Regions from separate parts of the Capsicum annuum genome. Here region 2 is linked to region 1. A link is a contact called in public Hi-C data. All regions are on one chromosome and are shown on one strand. The core of a region is the stretch at or near the end of the contact, and the rest is flanking DNA. Distances in the headings are between cores, read along the strand shown. Region 1 overlaps LOC107838867 (a long non-coding RNA gene). Region 2 holds the start of LOC107838868 (protein TIFY 5A).

The links. Hi-C and Micro-C count contacts between places; a contact is called where the count stands out from the background.
Region 2: a Hi-C map of placenta shows a contact between it and region 1, with 3 times the contacts expected there. The contact joins the promoter of LOC107838868 here to the enhancer-like site in region 1. A contact is called at or near these places in 2 of 5 Hi-C or Micro-C datasets (leaf and placenta).

Annotation. Positions count from the first base shown.
Region 1 is chr8:123,252,301-123,257,529 of UCD10Xv1.1, reverse strand. LOC107838867 (a long non-coding RNA gene) reads left to right here. Exons shown (of 5, transcript XR_001664818.2): 4 at 748-899; 5 at 1,953-2,145. Among protein-coding and RNA genes, the nearest start is that of LOC107838867, 5.3 kb to the left of the region's middle. Within about 2 kb of position 1,554, at least 4 of the 5 cell types and tissues checked have an H3K27ac peak or open chromatin away from gene starts, as enhancers often do. A contact at or near this core is called in leaf, where this site is marked.
Region 2 is chr8:123,635,806-123,641,073 of UCD10Xv1.1, reverse strand. LOC107838868 (protein TIFY 5A) reads left to right here and starts at 2,895. Exons shown (of 3, transcript XM_016682106.2): 1 at 2,895-3,180; 2 at 3,406-3,496; 3 at 4,271-4,728. The coding sequence starts at 3,104. The coding sequence ends at 4,459.

The sequences.
Region 1 (5,229 bases), core at 305-2,804:
GCCTGTGAAAACCTGGACACCTGTACATCACGAAGAATATATATAGGAAGTACTAATTATAGCAGAATAACCTTGCGGAGAATAGCTGCAGATTCAAGCAGATGTTGTACAGTATAATTCTGGCAATTTAATATCAAAGCAAAACTCTTCTAAATGCCACAACTGGCTCTAACAAATTCATATGTAACCGTGCTTGCTTTAAAGTGCGCTTCCAGTCCATGTCTAGACATGATAACTGCAATTTTAGCCAATTTATGAAGAATGAGGTTGAGCACTTTATACATAGTAAAGGTTAAATTTCAAATGCTGCACTAGTTGATGAAACCAGCAAGGGTGTCAATTATCAATCAGGAGCTTGAATTGTAGAGAAGCCCTGTAGAGAGCACGAGTTCCTGGGTAAGTAGAGGCAAGGCTGAATATATGTACTGCAATTTTAGCCAATTTAAGAAGAATAAAGTTGAGGTGCTATTAGATGGGATTGCGGTGCCTAAATGCAGTGGGAAAGAGGAAAATTAGTCAATTTATATGGTCTCGGGCAATCCTCATCTCTTGAGCTAAGTTTGCGGTTGAGTAAGGGTCCAAGGTCTATTTCTTTATCACTATTGTCACTACTATTATTATTGTTATTATTTTGTATATTATGGGTCCAAGATGAGCTTACATAGCGTAGCATAGTAGTGAGAATATACTGCTGACCCAACTTGCTTGGGATTGAGGCGTAATTATTGTTTTTTTTTTAAATCATAGAGAAACAGAAACCATACAATACCTGAGCACTTGATGGGAGTACAAGTGTAGTTGATACCTTCGGTATCTTCAACAAATCAAGCATCTTGCAAGATGAAGTCCAGCGTGAATCTCATGCCATCCCCAGGTGATAAAGTATCTGCAAAAAAATGGTAAAACTTAATAAAGGATCTGTACTAACATATTTAGTTATTCTTTCACATATAAGTTCATTCATAAGAGGGAATTTTAAGCATAATCTAAAACATGCAAATGGAAAACCACCAATTGCCAGCCTGAGTGGTCACCAATTATGGACATTTTCCATAGGTCTTAAGATTTTAGAAACTTCCATTAGTTTAAGTTTTGATCAATATGATAAGTTCTGCGACGTGTAGGGAAAGTTGAATTTTCCTTCTCCATGTGATGTTTTGGAAGTTACTTTCACCAAAATCAACCCAAAAGGTAGCTCATGTCCTAAAGATTGCCCAAGACCATATTACACCTCTCACAGATATGTGATACTCGATAACACCCCCACCCCCACCCCTTACCCCCAAAGAAAAAAAAAGAAAAACCCAACCCCGATTCAGGAATTAAGACTAACGTCGAAAATATAATATAGCCCAACATCAGGTAAACTAAGAAGTGGGATGATTTTGGCGCAATACGTGGACCTTGGGCAAATCTCAAACCAAAAGGTAGCTCATGAGTGAAGATTGTCAAAGACTATAAAAAGAGATCATATTACACCTCACACTTATGTGGGACTCAAATTTACACTCCTAAGCTAAATATATAGTACAACGCAGAATAATCAAACTGGACAACTGTCCCATTGCATCTGACACTAGTAAAAGTGCCCACCAAGACAATGCTTTATCAAATTCACTGTTATACCTAACCTTTTTAACATGGTTGTGTATACTTAATTACTCGATCGAGAAGTTATAGCAACTTCCTACCAAGATATTGCTTTCTTCATCAAATTTACTATACTTAACCTATTAAGTTCTTTTTTAGAACGTATCCTTAGCAAATGTTTTAAATGGTTTTCCTTGAATGTCTAGCAATTTAAATGTTTTTTTATAAAGCATCACTTACATAAGGAAAAAGGCCCATTTTCTTATCACGCATGCACATTGTTTTCATTTTATTTCATGAATATTTGCAAGTCAACGACTGCAATTTAGTTCTCATATGTTTATTTCATTTTGAATGTGTAGGAACAATGGGGTCATCAAATTTGAATAGTGATCACGACAATTCAACTTGATCTAGATTGAAGTGAATGATGAAGAATTTTTGAAATATTTTGATATACGTTTAAATACATTTGGTTTTGTGTGGAACGCTGGAACTTAGTACAAATCTTTAAAATGTTTTCTAATTAGTATGTAAAAGACTTGTTTTTTTTAAGTTCATTGCAAATCTATGCACTTCAATTATTTATTGGTTAATTGGTCCGTGAGATTATATATACACATGTATGTATCTATAATGTGCTTAGTGATGTATACATTTCGATCAGAATAATTATTTTTCATTAGAAATTATGTACTAACATTTTATATGCCTAATGCCATTTTTGTAAAATGTGGCTTGAATTATCAAATTTTAGGTAATATTGCTACACTTCAAAAGTGTGGCTTTTTTATTAAATTGTGGCATTTATCTAAAACATGCTTACACTTTACGGGTGTTGTCATAGAGAATGTATAAAAGGCTATGATTTTGAAGTGTGGTTGGTAATAAAAAAAGAGGCCACATTTTTTAAGTGTTGTTATAGAGGTGCTTAAAAGGCTACGCTTGTGAAGCGTGCCCAATAGCAAAACAAAGGCAACACTTATAAGTGTAGCTTTATCAAATAAAAGTGTTGTCAATGACAAGCTACAAAGCATATCCTTTATACCTTTATGGCCATGCTTTTTAAAGGTAGCTGATATGGCAGCACTTGGAAAGTGTGGCCTTTGATCAAAGGTTACGCTTTTTTAGGCGACCCCCCAAAAAGTGTTGCCTAAAGTCTAGAGTGGCAATAGGACTAAAATATTGTATTGTATGTGAATTGAGGTCACAAAAATCTCCTAACTCAAAGATGAGTTGAGGACTTTTCTATCCATAGAATTTTAATGGATTTTCCAACTAAGGTCCACTTTAAATGTGTGTATCTCCTAGGTTATAATGATTCAGGTGTCCTATTATATAGCAAATAAAAGATCTTTGAGTCTTCTTTCCAACGCATCTGATTTTACCTTAATCTGATATCGGAGTAGAAAGTTATGCTTATTTTAATTCAGAGTGTATGTTTGTCAATAAGGTGACGACTTGAGGTGATAAGCCGTCAACTAAGGGACGAGCTATCAACCTCATCATTAGCCTTAACTAAAATGTCACAAAATCCAGTTATAAGGTGACGACTTGAGGTGATAAACCATTAAATAATTACGAGCTATCAACCCCGTTGTCAGCCTTAACCAGATCATTAAGAGAAGGTGATGATTAGGTTGATAAGCCGCCAGCCAGTTGACAGGCTATCAACTAAGTCATCAATTGAAAAATTTTGCAATTTTTATTTTGTTTTCCTAGGGGTATTTTGTTTTTTCCTCACCTCAAATTCTGCCCCTACGACTTAAAAACATAAGGAGGCATTATTTTCCCCCATCCTCAATCACTTAACACGTTTTCCTCCTCCCATCATCAAGATTAGGGTTCCTCACCCAAAAATTCATCCTTCAAGTCCCAAGATTCAAATTCAAGAATATCAAGAACATCAAAATTAGGGTTCCTCACCCAAAATTCAAGCCTCCCTTCCCAAGAACAAGAAATTCAGGCTTTCTTGCTCAAGAATTCAAGCATTCAAGTTCCAATTTCAAGCTTCTTCAAGAATTCGTTCAATTAAGGTATGTGGGGTTTAGGAAAAAGGATATTCTTTCATCCTTATGCCCAAAACTTATTTTAAAGTTAAAGTTATATGATTTGCAAATTAGGGTTCATACCCAAACTATCTTTTCTTGAGTTTATGAGATTATCATGTGATTGAAAAATTAAAGTGCATACATGTTCTCATTTATTTATGTTTTGACTTGAAGATTTTCTATTATGATTTGTATATCATGTGTTTGATTTTAACATTGATTAAAGATTTTCAATTGAGTTTTGAACATGATATTGTATACAAGTTATATGAAAGAAAGTTTAAGATTCAAGGCTTGAGTTTGAGCACTAAGTTTACAATAAAAGTTTGAATCTTTTGATTCCAAGATAAGGCTTGAAATCCACAATCATTTATCATCCTTATGATACAAAGAAAATATTGATCTTTTGATCTTAAGATAAGATATGAAATCCACATTTGTTCATCTTGATTTTGATTTAAAGTACAGAAAAGCATAATTGGTTTTCATTCTATAGACCCTTACGCTATTTTAAGGTGGATTTTCAAAAGTATGAGCATATTTAGCACCGAGTTGGGTATGAGTCTGAGGTCACATGCCTCAGAACTACGTTCCACAATAGGTTCAAGTCCTAATATAGGTTAAGTATAGTGATCACTAAGATTAAGGTTTTATTCCGATGGCAAGGGTAGAACAGCTCTCCCCAATGTGGGTAAGACGTTGGACTCCATGATAGCTTACATAGTTTATGTCGGTTAAAAGAACCTCCCTAAGAAAGAATACAAGTAAAGTTTTTAGAACTAAGTGTTATGGCTCACAAAGTTTAATACTTATGCTTCATTACTCATGTTTATGATTTTGCAGTCTTCATTTTATTCAAGCTCAAGGTGAGTCATTTATACTTAGTATGCATTATTTTAATGTCTATGAGTATATTAAGTTATTTTTTTACTTATGCATTCACCCCCACATACTCAGTATATTCCGGAAGTAATGATCCACATATACGTCCGTGTGGCTACATTGTCTCATAATGTAGGTATCAGTTATAGTCCCCACATCATAATCAGGCAGTTTGCATCTTCTAGTCAGCAGGTGATGAGTTCTTTTGATTCAAGGACTCGAGTCAACTATAGTTATAGTATCAATTTTATTCAGTCGTATTGATTAGGGATAGTTGGAGGTCATGTCCTGACTACCTAGAGTCAGTATTAGTAGAGACTTCATAGACGGTCATTCAGAATTGATGTATTTACTTTCAATTTTGTTTTGTATAACCAAATTATGTTTTAAACGGTTTTGTATTGAACATATTTAGCTAAAGACATCTCTTCCGCTTATTTCTTTTAGATTGATGTAACATATTCAGTTGCTCACGAGTTATGCAAGTATCATGGGTTAGCTTAGGATCACTTGTGGTTCTAAGCACCGTATGACATACAGAGGGTAGTCTCGGGGCATTACAATTTCATACTTTATTTAGAAGAATATCCTTTTAGTTTCCTACCTTATTTAGAAGTGTATCCTTAGTTATTTTGTACATTATGTAGAGTTTTCTATACTTGTATATAGGACATTGTACATAGCTATTATTCATTCAAGAAAAAGA
Region 2 (5,268 bases), core at 1,646-4,145, 380 kb before region 1:
CGTCAAAAATGAGGATCTGACTCAGAAGATACTTAAATCTCATGCAGAAGCAAGTGAATGGATGAAAATGCTTCTTAGGCAATGGTCAAAAGCTTCATCCTAGACTCTCTTTTCTATGTTCGTCACTCTCTCTCCCTCAGCTCCTAATTTTTTTGCTCCTGTGATAATGTTGGCACATGTATCAGTTAGTTTACTATCACTATCTTTGAATAATTTTTGTACTGGTCTAATTTGGCATTAAATGGTTGTTTTATGCTATCACTTTTTTTCTCTTATATGTTGTCTCTAACATCGTCAGTGTTGGCTCAATGGCCATGGATTAACATATATGACTAATCTATGCATAGTTTACTTCTTAACCTTTTCGCTGATGTCAAAAGGGGGAAAACTAGTCTGTCTGTTTATGTAGATATGTGTAGTATGTTGTGCAGATATATGTAATATGTTGTGTAGATACGTAGTCAATGGTTGTGTTGTTGTAATAAAGATAGGGGTTATCTCATTTAGGGGGAACTTAAATGCTTATTGATAAGGGGAATGATATGAAGAATGTCTTCACTCTTATAGGCATCAGTGATAGAGGAATTGGTTTGGCAACTGGTCTGGTATGTGCTCTTATGGTTTATGTTGTGTTGTTGAAGGGTGGGTTTTGTTGAGTAAAAATTAACTAAAGATGTTGAGGATGTTGATCTGATTTTATGGATTTGTCATTATCAAAATGGGGGAAATTGTTAATTCCTTACTTTTGATGATTCACAAATCATAACTTGGGACATATTTCCTGAAACCCTTGTTGTGATAACAAAAGCCTCTATGCATTAACAAACGGGTTAGGCTCACTGGTCGATGTCACAATCAATTTTCCAGCTGACACATAGTATAAAAGTTGGTGAAAAGTTATTGCCACCTTTTTGCCTCAACCAATGAGATTACTTCTAGGGTTTTCTTGTGTCTATAATGCTCATCTTCCACAACAAGAAAACCAACAATTCCATATACTTACATTTAAAGATCTTTCTGAAGTGGAGTAGCATTGTAATAAAAGACTGTAACTGTAGCAGGGAACTTATTGCTCATCGTTGATCTTTACTTCCTTGTTATAGTCGAGTCTTTGTAATTTTGTTCTTAAAAGTCTGCCTACATTGCTTATAATTGCAGTAGGGGTTGTGGTGTACCCGTCTCTTGAAATCAACTAGAGTTAGGTGATTGTGTCAAGCTAGGGTTAACTTGAGGAGTCCAGCTAGAGGTAGTTGGAGGGTGGAAGCAGTAAAGTTACTGCTTGATTTCCTTGTAATAGAGTTATTGCTAGGAAATGAAGGATTAGGAGGCTAATCCTTGGAGTCTGTATTCAAGGGGTTTCTTGAATATAGTATAGCTTGAAATCCTGGAGGAAGGTCGTGGTTTTTCTCCCTTGAGTAAGGAGTTTCCACGTAAAAACCCAGTTCTTTACCTTTCTGTACTACTGCACTTTTTACTTTAATTATCTCCTGGTTCTTGTTGTGTGTGTGATTCTCGAAACAGTTTCCTGAGTCGAGGAGCAACTCACCCCCAACCCTTTAAATATCATCCAAGCCTAATAAAGGGCCTCCTGCATAATGGGAGCTCGATAAGAAAGAAGAGGGATAGACAAAGCAAGGATCGGTACTCTTGACTAGGTCTATTTCTTGAAACAACTATTTAGCGTAAATCGTACCACATATGTAAGCTCCCAAAGCCTGGTGTCTCACCATGGGAATGTTGTCTGAAGATCTTTACCCATCCAGTTCATGTTTATTCAAATAAGCCACCATCGAAAGACTTTCTTTTCCTTGAAGGTCATCGTCGGTAGTGAAGCAGCAATGGAAGAAGAAGCAATCGCTCCGGATGAACAGATAACAAAACCACTTTATCATAAACCTAGAAGGGAGTTAGGCTAAATTTATGAGGTATGGAGAATGATAACTAAACACGAAGGAGAGATTAAACCATGATTTCTTTCTTTTCATCCCCGTTCAGCCACAATCTTCGCCACAACCAAGTCACTTCGCCAGATTTTTTAGGATTTTCAACGCTCGAGCTCTATCTATTAGCATATTCGAAATTCCTTCATTTGATTGCCATCTCAGGGCTAAATTAAAGATAACAAGAGAAATTGGAAGAGTTTAAAACCACGTGTAGAGAGAGGAATGTGGCAAGAATTAAACTTGCGATAGGTATTACGGAAGAACATGGGAATACACTTATTTTATGTGCATCAGAAAGAGTTGATAAATTGTATTATCACACAATAGGAGATGCAACTAAAGAGAATAATTGCTCACAACCAACACAAAGAGTCATTCAATCATCCGTGTATAATTAGAGGATTAAAATTGAAGAAGGGAGGAGGGGGGAGCGGGGAGGGAGGAGGGCCGATATATGTCTATGTACGAGAAAGGATGATATAGAAAGATTTCTCTATTCATTCGTACATTTATATTTTGCTCTCTGTATAAAAATATTCCTTGTTGTAATATCGTAATTGCCCTTGACAATGGTCACTGATTTGTTTTGATTGATAACCACCGTGATTTGTTTAGATTGATAACCACCGTTAATAATAGAACCAAAATCACTATTTTTAATTAATTAAAAATTAAATATGAAATGTCAAATATCACAGACTACAACCAAGACAAGACAATAACACAGGACGAAAGCAATTATTTTCTCCTTGATAAAATATAAAATAATAAGCCAACGGATACACGTGTGTGCATAGTCCATGTGTTTTAGTTAGCAGCTAGAATTTGCTGCTTGTTTGTGAATAGTGCGCATGTGGGGTCTGTACATATCGTTTTTAGAAGTGTGCTTTTCGTGTACACTCCCTTTTATCAATCAACTTATTAAAAACGTGTTACATTTTCTTGGCTTGTGGGCGGCCCAACCCCACTACCTAAGAAAACCATTTGTATATATTTCATTCAAAGTGCCCTTTTCTTCTTCATCAATTCTCTCAGCTACCATAACTTAGCTTGATCAAAAAACTTACAAGTCTTGATTTTTTCTCATACAGAGATACAGAAATATCGATCCGAGTTAATAAGCTCCATTCATTTTGTGTAGTTGAAGTTAATTGACGAAAATGAGAAGAAATTGTAACTTGGAGCTCAGCCTTATGCCTCCTCCTCTTCCTGCATTTTCTCCTTACGAATCCTCAATGTAAGCCTCTCTCTCAATGTAAGCCTCTCTCATGCTTTCTTTCACATAAACTTAGTGATTAGTTCTTGTAATTATGGATATTAATATATTATTATTGTAATTATGGATATTAATATATAATTAACACAAGTCTAATATTCAGTTTGGACTAGTGATAAGCATTAGTCCTTGTAAATAATATGCACAATGTATTGATTGTATATTTATTTTTCTTATTACTGTTAGAGAGGACGATAAAGAATTAGAGAAGCAACCGCAAGAACTAACGATATTTTACAACGGAAAATTTGTGGTTTCTTATGCTACTGAGCTTCAGGTATGTGTATATCAAGTTTTAATTTGTTCCTCTTACTGTTTTATTAGTCCATTTTCTTTTTTTTATTTTTTGCAACTCTTTAATTCTAACTTTCGCATGACATGTTTAAAATTGTTCAACACTACACAATTAAATGATATTTCGGTACATTGTACATATTTTTAGTATAAGACCATGTATAAATTGAAATGAAGGCAGCATGTATATATAGAGAGAGAAATAGATAGATAGATATAGATTTAGTATGGACCTTCTGTGCAGCCTTTGCTCATGAATTTTGGATCGCTAACAGGATTTTATCATTTGGTACCAGTAGTACTAGTGATCATGCAACTTCTTGGTATTTTCATTGAAGGTGATCTAATTTAACAAAAGAAAAAATATATAATAAACTGAAATTTCTTATCAATTCCGATAAAGATCATGTTACTTTCAGACACAATAAATAATGCTTTTTTTCATTCTGGACCAAAGTTGTGGGCTACAGAGAATATTTTCAAAAATGTAGAAGATACTGTTCTGGTCATAAAAAACATGTCTAATTGTTAGAAGTTTTATTGAACGGAAATTTCTCACAAATTATTAAGACCCAAGATTTAAAAAAAGAGGTTTTCATCTTTTTCTTTATTTTTTTCTATGAGGCAGGGCTAGGTGATCAAGAGTTGTGCTAGTATATGAATTTGGTTTTAAAAAATGCATGTTCTTATTTTGATAATAATTAATAAATGAGTTGTTTTGTTAATCATCCTAATTTATATCTTTTCCTAAATGCAGGCTAAAACTATAATATATCTTGCAAGTAGAGGAATAGGAGAAAATACAAATAAGATTCCATCGCCAATATCAGAGCCTTCATCACCAATATTACAACCTCACACTTGTCTATTCATGAAGAGATCTCTACAAAGATTTCTACAAAAGAGAAAAAATAGAATTCAAACAGTTTCTCCATATCATCACTAGCTGCTACTGATGGAATTCGACTCCGTTTAATTTCATATGTACATATGTTTGTAATTTGGTGTGACTAATACATAAATTTCATGTGAGAGCTAGAAAATAATAGTTTTTCGGATAGGTGGTTTTAGTTATAAGCATAACAACAGTGCATAACTTATTATGCAGATTTGGCACAATACAAAATTAAATTTCTTCACACACACTCTCTCTATGTGTGTGTATGTGGGTTTTAGAAGAACATCTCTTATGTGGTGACCAGAACTTGATTATTACTTTCTCCTTACACATACACACTTTGGAAAAAACTTCACCCTTCTTACACACCACCACCATTGTCACGCCCAATGGCCAAATGCAGATGCGTTAGATAGGAATACCAGAAACTTCAGATGCGATGACTGCTCCCATCAAAAGAAATTTAAAATCGACTTATGTGAATTCTCTCTCTTGGTGGTAGACTGGTAGTTCATAAATAGTCCCTATGTTTCAATTTGGATAGATTTTAAGAAAAAATTTGAATCTTCTCCTCTTAAAAAAAAAAAAAAAAAAAGGCAGCTCCGGTGCACTAAAGCTATCGTTATGCGCGATGTCCAGGTAAGGGTCCCACTACAAGGGTGTATCGTACGCAGTCTTACCTTGCATTTCTATCAGAATCTGTTTCTAAAACTTGAAAAGGTGACCTCCTGATCAGATGAAGACAACTTTACCAGTTACTCCAAGTCTCCCCTTCAATCTTCTGCTTTTAAATTAAAGATATATAGATTAAAATGCCCAAATTTAATCATGTGTATAAAATATATCATGCAAAAAAT